Regions from separate parts of the Mus musculus genome. Here region 1 is linked to region 2. Evidence: chromatin contacts called from public Micro-C data. All regions are on one chromosome and are shown on one strand. The core of a region is the stretch at or near the end of the contact, and the rest is flanking DNA. Distances in the headings are between cores, read along the strand shown.

Region 1 (6,295 bases), core at 1,664-4,163, 82 kb after region 2:
CTTAGTTGTCTGTGCCTTGATAGTGGATTCATTTGTAAAATGTAGATGACAATGTTCATGAATAAATTTGAGGAAAATGTAAAATCAATTATTTTTGACTCATCATGTAATAAAGAACTAATTAGATGTTACCACCCAGTCTTGGCTAGGGTTCTTATTGCTGTGATAAAACACCATGACCAAAAGCAACCTGGAGAGGACAGGGTTCACTTCTGGTAACACTTCACCATCAAAGGAAGTCAAGAGCTGAAGGAATGCTGCTTTCTAACTTGCTCCTCATAGCTTGCACAGTCTTCTTTCTTATCTACCCCAAGACCACCTGTCCAGGGATGGCCCTGCCCACATCAATCATCAATTAAGAAAATGCCCCTACAGACTTACTCATAGGCCATTTCAATGGAGGTAACTTCTCAATTGAGAGTTCCTCTTCTCAAATGACCAGAGCTTATATGTTGGCACAAAACTAACCCGCACAGACCCCCTCAGAGAAGAGTTTGGAAGTCAAGAAAGGTATAGGCTTTTTAAAAAATAGGGAAAGAATGTTCTGTAAATATAATTTTTATAGTATCCAACAGATTACAAATTCCTGGGTTTATCTATATTAATGAGGAAAAAATAGCTGTAAAATTTCTAGGGCTAAAGCACTCAAACTAAGTCATGACTCCTCTAAGTCTGGGTATAGTAGTCAACATTAAGCAACGCGGTGATCCAAAAAAATTTCTCAAGGAGGTTCTTGGGTGACCTTTGCTCCCTGATGTCACTGCAAGATCCGAGTGTCAGTTTTTGCTTTCATTCCAAGTTTTAGATCCTTTTCTGCCAGTGTCTTAGCTATCTTAAGGATTGAATGGAGTGTTAGTGTGAACTGCTAAAAGACTAGTTGCTATTGGCTCAGAAAATGACATTAAAGTACTTCTGATTTTTTTTCCAGGATATTCAGGCCACTTAATAACTCTGCTGGAGTGGTTGAGCAAAGATATCAGAAACCTGTTATCTGCAACCCTAGTACTTGTGGGCCTATTACTGGGAGGGTTGCCAATCTCATCCACGAGACAGATTCTACCCAGGGATATATGATGTCTAGACTCTGCCTGTTCTCAATATGCCATTCTGCCCCTCCTCCCCAGTGCTTTCTTTTGTCCTCCCACCTCCACGCATATCAGACCACCCACACAAGGGATATCTCTCTGCTTAGAGCCATTGTTCACTCCTCCTTGGAAACCTAATTTCACCTTCCTGCTCCATTGTTATAGTTGGGATGTCCAGTGCCTCTCAAAGACCCATGTCTTTAGAGCATGGTGCTGGTGGGAGGGGAAGGTATACTAGAAGCTCTAGGAGATGCAGCTAGTTCAAGATCATGTACTTAAGGAAGATTGTAGAGCCCTGGTACTTGCTATCTTCTGTTCTCCTTTGCTTTTCCCTATAGTCCTGCTGTGATTTCTTGACTCTCTACAGGCCTAAATCCATGGTCATGGTGTCTTTTCACAGCAATAGAATATTGGCTAAGACATAGAACCTGGACAGGTGCCACGGTCCTCAACCCTGTCTGAGAATGTGGGCAGAAATATATTGTATGCAGTGATTCTAAAACTCCAAGCTGGCCTATGAAATATTCCCTCCCTCCCTTCCTCCCTCCTTCTCTCCTTCCCTCTCCCCCTCCTTATATGTGTATGTCTGAGTGTCAGTGTGTCTGTGTGGCTGCGGCTGTGTGTATGTCTGTGTGTGTCTCTATGTGTATGTGTGTTTAAGAGAGGTTGGGGATGGAGAGATCATTAAATAAATAAAATCAAGGCTGAGGAAGACCAGGGTGAAGACAAGGAAAGCTCTTCTAGTATTGACTAGAAGGAATCTCAGTATTATGTGGATGCTCTAAAGAGACTCCATTTATTACCTCCAATCTCTCCCAAAGCCAGAGCCTCACACTGTGTACACGTAGCATGCTCTTCTATTTCCTGAAATTAAAGTGACATTCCAGCACTTTCCAAGAGGCAAGAGGTGAAATTGTGATTGGGGAAGATGAAAGTGTCATCAAAGGGCGGATCCTGGGTTTCCGGTGTGGCAGTGAAGATGATAAAGGATGCTAGCTGAAGACTCTACTGAGGACCCCTACTTGCTCCCATTTTGGTTTTTTTTGGGGGGGGGAGGCTTACTGAGAGTGGAAGTGGGAGCAGGTTCTCCTGGGCACATTTCCCCTGGCATGTGGGGCAGTCACCCTAACATCAGGGTCATCTTTTCAACTCTCAGCCAAGTGCAGGTTTCAGAGCTGCCGGGAAGGCTGCAGTGACACGAACCTCGGTTTTCCTTTCTATATCTGTAAATAAACTGCTTCCGTTTCAGAGAACATATATCTGGAGCCTGCTTCCCAACACACAGAGCCCCATCACAGCACGACAGTGGCATCTGATAGCTTGTCTGTTGTTCACATGAAATGCTGCCTACGAAGTGTCTGGTGTCCTCCACCATAATGTGGAGTGTGTGGGGTGTGCATGAGCACCCAGGTTCTCAGGTTGGAACTGAGCAGATACACAAACAAGCATCTACTACTTACTCTTGAAAGTGCACAATTATAGTGCTTTTGGACCGGGCTGAATAACAAACAGACTAAACAAGACAGACTACACATATGAACTCCTGGACTATGAGCACCAAAATGAACCTCTGAATGATTTTATCCTAATTCCACACGGCAGCTAACCAACCCCAGAGAAGTAAACTGCCCACTGTGAGTGTTTTAAAATATAGTTAAAGGGCACATAAGGAAATGGAAACATCTCAGCACAGAATAGCAAGTATTTCCGCAAATCTTGGTGTCCCAAAGATGTCTACTTTATATCCCTGTTTATGTATCTGTCAGCATTAATATTGCTTTTGTTTCAAAACCAAAAGAGACAAGATCTGAAGGGGGAAGTTGGAGCTGCGTGGGAGAGAAGTTTGTTTTTCCCCTTCCAACCTTCTTAGAGTCTGTCTGCGACACAGTGTATGTAGACTTTGAGGTGTCATCTTACACCCACAGGGATCTCATGTGAAACTCAAGGATGTTCCCAGATTCCCAGGCCCCCTGATGTTTTTTCTTGTAATCTTTGAAGACTGGCCATGGAGTCTGACTATCATCCATGTTCAAGGACAGCCCTGAGAAACCTTTGTCCCCTCTCACACACTAACAAAAGAGGAAGCACGCTGGGGACATTCAAAACTACAGGGAGTGCAGACAGCCAAGCTCTGGCGGGGGAGGCTCAGGGAGGAGGTGGAGTCTCACTGGGTGTGAGAGGAAAAGGACTCTGTCCACTACTCAGCCCAACCTTTTCTACCCTCATCAACCAGCTTTACAGATGCCCCAGGAAAGCCAAAGATGCTCTACAGGTTTCCCACCTTCCTGAGGAAGGTAGAACAGCCATAGGACGCTGTTGTACTCATCTGAAAAACAGTGTCTCCCCATCAAGGTACGAGGGGGGAAAAAGAAAAAAGAATAGTTAGAAAGGTATTCATCGACGTGAGTAAATGTACTTGAGCTATGTCCCCAGGAAAGCAAAAAGGCAAGGAAGGGACAGGGCTACTATGATCCCACCTGAATGAGATGACTCAGGACAGTGGAAGATGGAGTTGGGGCCGGGTGAGGACACAGAGGAAGAAGGCAGTTTATCCTGGTGCTGGGACTTCAGTGCTCAAGTTTACATGGCATGGACTCCAATGACCCCCCACCCCCACCCCGATGCAGACACCTGACTGGAGAAGAGGTTCCAGTGAGAGGAAGAAGCAAGCTTGACCTTGAACTTGGGCTGCCACCATGTTTGCTCTCAGCCAATCATGTATCTTACAAGGAAAGGGAAGGGCTGCATGGACCCCACCCCTGTTCTCTCAGCCAGTCCACCTATGCTTCTCGGAAGACAGCGGTAGAGATAATACGGCAGAGACAAACCAAGATTTCACACGAAAAGAGCGTACACGCCACCGTAGGAGCATGACAAGGCCTGGCTTTGGTTAATATGAAACCGCCCTTCAGAGTGTTGAAACATTAAGACAGCCCATCTTGGAGTTCTAGCTGACAACGGTGTTACAAGTATGTTGTGTTCCTATTAGCTTATCAATAAGCAGTTAGTGCTCCTTAAGTATCTCTCTAGTTGTCTGGAGTCTTAACTCACACTGAGATTGCTTTTAAAGCTCTCTGCAGAACTGAGGTTCAGTACAAAGACTGGAAATGGAAGGGTAGTATGATTACTGTCAGTCACAGCTACTTACTCATTTAACAAACACTGGAGCTAAAATATAGCTGTGGGTTGGCAAGATGGCTCAGCATATAACTACTTGCTACCAAGCCTGAGGACCTGAGTTCTATCCCCAGAAATCACATGGTGGAAGGAGAGAACTAATTCCTATGTGTTGTCCTCTGGCCTCCACACACATAAGCCATAACACACATACTTACATGTAAACATACTTAATAGATAAATGAATTAATTAGTAATAATAAAATATGGGCCAGAGCTAGTTCAGTGGCATGCGTAACCCAGCAGTTTAAAGCACCCCATGCTGAGTCTAACATAGCGAATGCATAGTATTACATAGCTAATGATGACACCATTGGCTGCTATTCACCAGCAGCCACACTCCCTTCTTCTCCATAGGCTAGTTACCAATTCCAGGTTATCTACTCCAGTGGGTGTGGCCTATGATGGCCCTTCCATTTGGCTTGGGACTTCGTTCTGAACAATGGAGTGTGACAGGAAGTGAGGAATGCTGGGACACTCCCAGGCCCATGCTAAACTCCAAAGAGGTCTTATACCCAGCTCTTCTGGTGACATTGAGTTAGATCCGGGGAAAGTCAGGAAGCCCCGGTGGCAGGAAAACAGGTTTGGGAGAGGGAAACAGATTTGCATTATCTGTGTATGAGCAATATACAGAACCCTTTAATGTCGCGCTTTTAACAAAAAGTAGTGAACACACCGCAACACAGCAAACAAAACGTGCTGCAGACAAGGCGCGGGAACGTAAATCGGTCAAAGGTTTAGAAATAGACTTGGTACGGGACAGACTTGAGGGTCTGAAAGCTCTGAGTACGGGCACACCGGATAAAGCTGGTTGTTCCAGGAATGAGTTGGGAGAGCAGAGCTAGATCTTAAATTCAACCAGTGGAAGTCGCTGACATGGGAAAAAGGGGCTCTGAGGGGCGTGGCCTCTGCCTGGAGGCTTCTGTTCAGGCTCCAGCCTGAGCCAGGGTGGGTAGCACAGCTGCTGGGAGGGGTCACATCACAGCCCAAGCAAGCCTACAACACTATCCTATCCTTTCTCTTGGAGCCTGCTGTGGGATCCAAGGAGCCCAGGTAAAACGCTAATGTCTCAGCATGTGCTTTCAAACAAATCAAAGTTGGTTTTGAACTGGGAATGAAAGATAGGAAAAGAGGAAATGGCAATTTCTTGTCATATTTGAAGATGGACTTTCTGTGTTTTGTTAAAACTTGAGTTCAACAGCTATGGCACTCCCTCGGGACTGGAAAGATAGAAAAAGACAAGTTATTATTTATTATTATTATTATTATTATTATTATTATTATTATTAATTATTAATTATTTTAACTCAGTAAAAGAGAAACACTAGAGTCCCTTCGTTTGGAACATGGCATTTCCAGATTGTTAGTCATTCTCTCCAGTACTGAGCTTGCTTCTGTGCCACCTCAGGGGACGACAAAGCATGTGGCCCCACTGCCTCTAAGCGACCCCACCACAATGGACCTCACTCCACATGTTCATTAAATGTCTACTGACCCACCCCCTGCATTAGAATTTGTGCTCAGGGAGACCATGCTAAAGAGAGTTCATGGTCTAGCCACTGACAACAGGGCAAAATTCCAAGAGGCTTTGTAACAGGCAACCACACCAAATGGCCTTGTCAAGGGTCATTTGGAAGGTGACAGACATCAGTCTGCCCAGTTGTGAAACCTTTTACTGATGTTAATAGAAGCATAATGAAAGGGGTGACGGAAACAGTCTATTCCACGCGGAATAACTCTGCACTCACAGTTCCTTCGAAAAAACAGTAGCATGTGCAACACAATATGTATAACTCTCGGGTTACACAGCATCACAAACGTCACTGAAGTTTTCTCCATTTAAAGCTAAACGTGGAGTGCTGAGGGCAGCTTTCTCAAGATCATATTATGCGTTGGCGGTGGGGCCTGCCGCAGGGCCTCGTGGGTGGCAGCCAGGAGCAGGCTGTCCGTACCACCTCACCTTCCAGCCATGCAAGGACTTCCGGGTATGCCAGTTTAGTTGGTCTTGCCCCACCCAGAGGCCGCAGCCAAAG
Region 2 (5,950 bases), core at 2,206-4,705:
AGGCCCCCTCACTGCCCTCCAGATGGGCATAAGCACCTACAGACACCCCCACTGCCCCTCAGAGGGGCATAAACACCCACAACTCCCCCTCCACTGCCCCCAGAGGGGCATAAGCACCCACAGGCCAGAGTGTAGCCTGAGGCCACATGTGAGCTTTTCCCCAAAGTGAGATTTCACAATCTTGGGAATAATGAAAGACTGAAACAGGCCATTTGTAGAGGGAGAGAGTTTTACAAGGTTTGGTGGGGACAAAGGCAAGAGTCTGGCTTTTATTCCTTCCACACTCTGTCAACTATTAAGGTGTTTTGAGACAGAGTTAAAATGGACAGATAAAACTGCAACCCTTCCAAGGTGGTCTGGGATAAGAACTCCTGCATTCTGGTGCTGTAGGGAGGGCAGGGGGCAAGTCTTAGGTGGGTATTTGTTCTCTGGTGGAATGGACTGCAAGGGAATCCGAGAGAGCCCTTCATGCTATGCATCTTCATCAAGTGTATGCTGAGGCCTCCCAGTGGTCCTTTAATTTGCTTTTGAGTCAGTCAAATTAATTTGAATTCTTTTGCAGCAAGTAGGTTGTAATCACTGTGGTAGGCTGCGGTGGTCACAGAGAAATTAGAGATGCCGCTGGCATAAGCCACAGTGAGCTATACCAAGTTTCTCCTTAAGCTTTGTTGCTCATCCACAAATCTGACCTAATTCAGGTCCCCAGGGATATAGGCAGTGCTGGTACTTTTAGATGAGAAGGTAGAGCTGAAAGACTCCAACACTGCAGTCTTTCTCACTCCACTGGGTAGTGAGAAGAACCCTGTAAGGAAGAGGAGTCAGATGAGGACCCTGGAAAGCACAGCCAGCATGCTGAGTGAGCCTGTGAGCACAGCAGCCAGCGAGCACAGCAGTCAGTGAACACAGTGGTCAGTGAGCACAGTGGCCAGTGAGTACAGTGGCCAGTGAACACAGCGGCCAGTGAGTACAGTGGCCAGTGAGTACAGTGGCCAGTGAGCACAGCGGCCAGTGAGTACAGTGGCCAGTGAGTACAGTGGCCAGTGAGCACAGCAGCCAGTGAGTACAGTGGCCAGTGAGTACAGTGGCCAGTGAGCACAGCGGCCAGTGAGTACAGTGGTCAGTGAGCACAGTGGCCAGTGAGCACAGCGGCCAGTGAGTACAGTGGTCAGTGAGCACAGTGACCAGTGAACACAGCGGCCAGTGAACACAGTGGCCAGTGAGTACAGTGGCCAGTGAGCACAGTGGCCAGTGAGTACAGTGGCCAGTGAGCACAGTGGCCAGTGAGCACAGCGGCCAGTGAGTACAGTGGCCAGTGAGTACAGTGGCCAGTGAGCACAGCGGCCAGTGAGTACAGTGGTCAGTGAGCACAGTGGCCAGTGAGCACAGCGGCCAGTGAACACAGTGGCCAGTGAGTACAGTGGCCAGTGAGCACAGCAGCCATCCATACCTGTCTCCGTGGAAAGCCAGCAGGTCCATGGGAAAACCAGAGGGTCCATATACTGGTTTTAAAGGTTTTTGTTTGCTTTGTGAAATATAACTTCGTTGTGAAATCTCAACCAAACTAAACTATCCTCTATCTATTGACTTTCTCTCCATTGAATTTCAGACCTGTTTTCCTCTCCCTCTCTGTCTTCCTCTCCCCCATTCCTTAAATATTCCAGGTGCCCTCTTGCCCCAAGGCCATTGAATCTGCCATTCTCATTCCCACGAAGATCTCTTCCTGGATTCCTCTCCAAGTTGGCTCCCTCATCTCCCTCAGTCTGAATTCAGATGTTGTTCTTTTGGTTGTAACTCCCCTAGATTGCTTTAGTATCCCCTGACCCCTACCCTCCTGAACCTTCAGAACTGCATTCTTGGTTAATTCTCTTATTTTCTTGACTGGCACAGTGACTTTCTGAGATCCCACATGCTTGATGCTTTAGACAGTCCTCTTCTGCTAGAAAGTAAGCCCCATACGATGACTCTTAGATCTCATCTAGAAAGCTACCTAGCATGAGGTAAATACTCAATAAAAAGGTTTAGTTTTCATCCTTTCCAGGATAAATGACTAAACTGAAATGAGACAGAATGCTGAGTACAGGTTTTGAAGAGGAAAGTGGAAAGATGACACGATTCAATTTGGTAGTGAAGGCTCTGCCGTACAATGAAAGTTTCCGTCTTCCCATCTCACCATCTTTAGTTGAGGTCTGGTCTGTTCCTTCCCCTCATGCCGGCAAAGTGGTTGCTGCACCCCCTCAACACATTATGCTCAGAAAGCAGGAAGAAAATAAAATGGGAACTAGGAAATGGCAGCAAATTGTTCCCAGAAACTCTGCGTATACATTGTTAACTATAACTTTGTCACATAGCCACATGGAATTGCAACATCAAACACCTCTTACACAGAAAGAGACGGGGTGGGGGTGGGGGTCGTAGAATTCATGCAGCATGAAGGTAGCTGAGATGCCTGTTTAAGGGAAGGGAGAGAATCAGCTGGGGGGGCGGGGGGGGAAGTGGGTGGTATGGAGGGGTGAGGGTGGTGAGGAGCGGGGAGGCTGGGTGGATTGGTAGTAGAATTCATGCGGCATGAAAGTAGATGAGATGCCTGTTTAAGGAAAGGGAGAGAATCAGCTGTGGGGGGGGGATTGGGGGGGTATGGAAGGGTGGGGGGGTCAGGTATGAACTAGAACAGCCCAATGACTCAGATGTGGAAGTGCTGGGGAGAAACCTGCTTCCTTGCATGCTGCCTTTCGAATTCACAAAACAAATACCAAAAATAAAAACAAGGTTTCATTGGTACGGATGAAAGGGAGAAGGACTGGTGTGGGCCACTGCTCACCCTCCAGCCAGAGATGGAACTGTCCCTGTGAGAAGTGTTCAGTCTGAAATGGCAAAGGCTCCACTTTAGAGCTTCAAGAGTCATGTTTCCAGCTTAGGGAAGTAGCCATGCCCAAAAGTCTGATGCAAATGTCTAGAAAGCCCCACGAGGTAAGGGAGATAGATCCTCCCTCCCAACAGCCTTTAAAGTCCTTGCTTCCAGCTGTCAGGAAGGCCTCGCTGCCAGCTTTGGTAGCTTCGTGATGGGAGACTTTTATTGTGCGCCTTGACACCCGTGAGGGACAGTTAAGTTTACACTTGGCTCTTTGCCTTGCCTAAACCAGTGTTTCTCAACAAGCCTGAGCGAGCTGGGAGATGTGGCAACCTTCCCGCTCCCACAGTAACACATAGAGAGCCCAGGGCATCTCTGGAGCAGATACTCTCCTTCCTCGGCCTCAGGATGTTTCCAGATGTCTCCCCACCATGATCCTGACACTCAGCCCTCTGATTAGGGGTCCTTTTGGCTTGACACCTCGAGCAGAAGGTTCAATATAGGAGAAAGGGTGACAGCAATGAACAGTCAAATGGAGTCGCTGCTCCTAGAACCACATAAGTTCCCCGTGTGACAAACTGTTTGGGGTTGTGTGAGCTGTTTCTGCATTGTGGTTAGAAGACTGAAGAGAGGGGAGGGAAAAAGGCTGTTTTATCAGCTTCAGGACAGTGAGTGTGGCTTATGCTGGGACCGTTTCTTTCCTTATACTCCTGGTCACCATCTCACCATCTAATTCAAACTCAAAGACAGATAGCCTGCTTACTGCTGGGCCCCACTTCCAGCTTGGGACAACATAGGGAGGACAGCCCACCCGAGGCAGAATGTACTACTGGAAGGGGCCTATACACAGATGTCCACCAGAGCATATGCTGGGAAAACATTCCTGGACTCATTACTCGGTGATTCCTTTTATAATGACTGTCCAGGAATTCTAACCAAGGTTCCAAGGAGGCAGCTGACCTTCTGTCGGAAGGTTAATAAATACTAGGATTGGGACAACAAGCAGCCATGTTCCTCAAAGTATCCTCATGGCTCTGAGAATGGAGGATAGGACCCCAGACTTTGCTTTCTAAGAGACCACTGTACAGTTCAGGTGGCCCTGAGGGGTTCCTTGTCTTTGTCACCATGAGCTGTTTATAGCCTAGAAAAGCCTAATGAAGTGTGTGTGTGCATGTACATGTGCGTGTGTGTTATGTTGTATGTGTGTGGGGGGGGGGGTTGGCTTTGGTGTGGTGACAAGAATCACCACATTGTGATCAAAAGCTCTGTAACAGTTATGCAGCTTGGGAAAGATTTTTATGCTTGATGTTTGATAGAGGCCAGAGAATTTACTAGAGAGCAAAGACTTCAGATGTTGATAAAGGATCTCAAGTATTGAAAGGGAAAAGAGGATGTATTCCTACCAGAACAAGAAGGGTGAGGGTACCCCCAGAAGTCTCAAGTATCCTTTCTTCCATTTTCTTCCTTTTGTGTGGCATCAACTGTCAAAGGCTAATAGACAGCTACCTCTGAAGATGAGGCTGCCTGCAGCCGTGTGTTGCTAAATGAGATAAAAGCCCCATGGCTTCTTCCAGTTCTGGGACTCCTTGGCCTGGTCTGGATGCCTGAGTGGTTCCACCACTCTGGGTGGCTGTAGATGGAGTCTTCTCTTTATCAAGTCCTCTGGAAGGAACAGACGCTTGTCACCAGAGTGTGAAGGCCTGAAGAGACATCCTCCTGTCACAGTGGTGGGAAGAGAAGCTGGCCCTGCTCTTTCATTCAGCTCTGGAGTCAGTGCAGACTCAGCAGGCTGGTGTGGCTACTAGGCAGGTTGGCTTCAAGACAAGCTCCCTAGCTCTCACCAGACTCTCAAGGCCTCTGACACACTGAAGATTCAGGAGGCCCCCGGGACGCTCCCAGGTGATTCTGGTAACCAGGATTTAGAACACTTTCTTAAGATTTACTTCAACCAGATCCCCAAGGAGTCACTGGGAAGAAGGGTTTTAATCTCCATCTCGAAAGCTCACCCATGAGTCATTACATAGACTTGTATGTCCTCTATAAGGATGACTAAGTTCTTCTCAACTCTGCTTATGTAAGTGAAGACACGTGGGATTTGGATCTGATTTGTATACTTTACTGTATATTTGTGTCTTCTCCTTCCTTCCAGCTCCCATCATCCTCTAGTTCCTCCAGAGACAGGCGTGCCTTTCTTGGGGCTTCCTGCATCTAGCTCAGAACGAGGAACCAGTCTTGTGTTCTGTACTCAGGGAGTGAAGGAATGGGGGAGGGAAAAAGGTGTGAAACCAGGAGAGGGAGATGGAATGGGTGGAGAGGAGCAGAAAGGAGAGCGAGGAGAAGAAAGGGAGAAAAAGGATAAGGGAATAGAGAAAGGGGAACAGGAGAGAGTAGGGATGGTAGAAGGAGTGGGGATGGTGGAAGGATGTGGGGTAGGGGTGGATGGATGGAGTGGGGATGATGGAGGAGGACATGGAGAGGATGGAATAGGGAGGATGGAGTGGGGAGGATGGAGTAGGGAAGATGGAGTGGGGATGATGGAGGAGGATATGGAGAGGATGGAGTGGGGAGGGTGGAGGAGGATATGAAGAGGGTGGAGTGGGGAGGGTGGAGTGGGGAGGGTGGAGTGGAGATGATGGAGGAGAATAAGAAGAGGATGGAGTGGGGAAGATGGATTGTGGAAGATGGGGGAGGATATAGAAAAGATGGAGTGGGGAGGATGGAATAGGGAAGATGGAGTGGAGATGATGGAGGAGGATATGGAGAGGATAGAGTGGGGAGGGTGGAGTGGGGATGGTGGAGCAGGGTATGGAGAGGATGAAATGGGGAGGATGGAGTGGGGAGGATGGAGTGGGAAGGATAGAGGAGGGTGTGGAAAGGATAGAATGGGAAGGATGGAATGAAGGAGGAGAAGAGAGGAGGGAGGAGGGAGAAGAGAAGGAGGAAGGAATATGTTTAGGCAAAAGATCGTAATCAATTTCAACGATGATTGCTTGGGATAAGGCAATGAGGCCAGCAGAGTAGGGAGTGGGGCTCTAAAGTGGACAGAGTTGAGCACTGAGTGTTACTACTTTCTCTGTGTCTCTTCAAAGTCATATGGCCTTG

The links. Hi-C and Micro-C count contacts between places; a contact is called where the count stands out from the background.
Region 1: a Micro-C map of macrophages shows a contact between it and region 2, with 4 times the contacts expected there. The contact joins two enhancer-like sites. A contact is called at or near these places in 7 of 484 Hi-C or Micro-C datasets (bone marrow-derived macrophages, brain, cerebral cortex and 4 more) and 4 of 115 datasets of contacts at active chromatin or transcription factors (embryonic stem cells, heart atrium and neural progenitor cells).

The regions. Positions count from the first base shown.
Region 1 is chr14:62,242,683-62,248,977 of GRCm38.p6, forward strand. No RefSeq gene overlaps it. Among named protein-coding and RNA genes, the nearest start is that of Dleu7, 47 kb to the right of the region's middle. Within about 2 kb of position 2,914, at least 35 of the 459 cell types and tissues checked have an H3K27ac peak or open chromatin away from gene starts, as enhancers often do. A contact at or near this core is called in macrophages, where this site is marked.
Region 2 is chr14:62,160,161-62,166,110 of GRCm38.p6, forward strand. The region is part of intron 1 of Gm35419 (a long non-coding RNA gene); the gene reads right to left. Among named protein-coding and RNA genes, the nearest start is that of Gm35419, 7.9 kb to the right of the region's middle. Within about 2 kb of position 3,456, at least 32 of the 459 cell types and tissues checked have an H3K27ac peak or open chromatin away from gene starts, as enhancers often do. A contact at or near this core is called in macrophages, where this site is marked.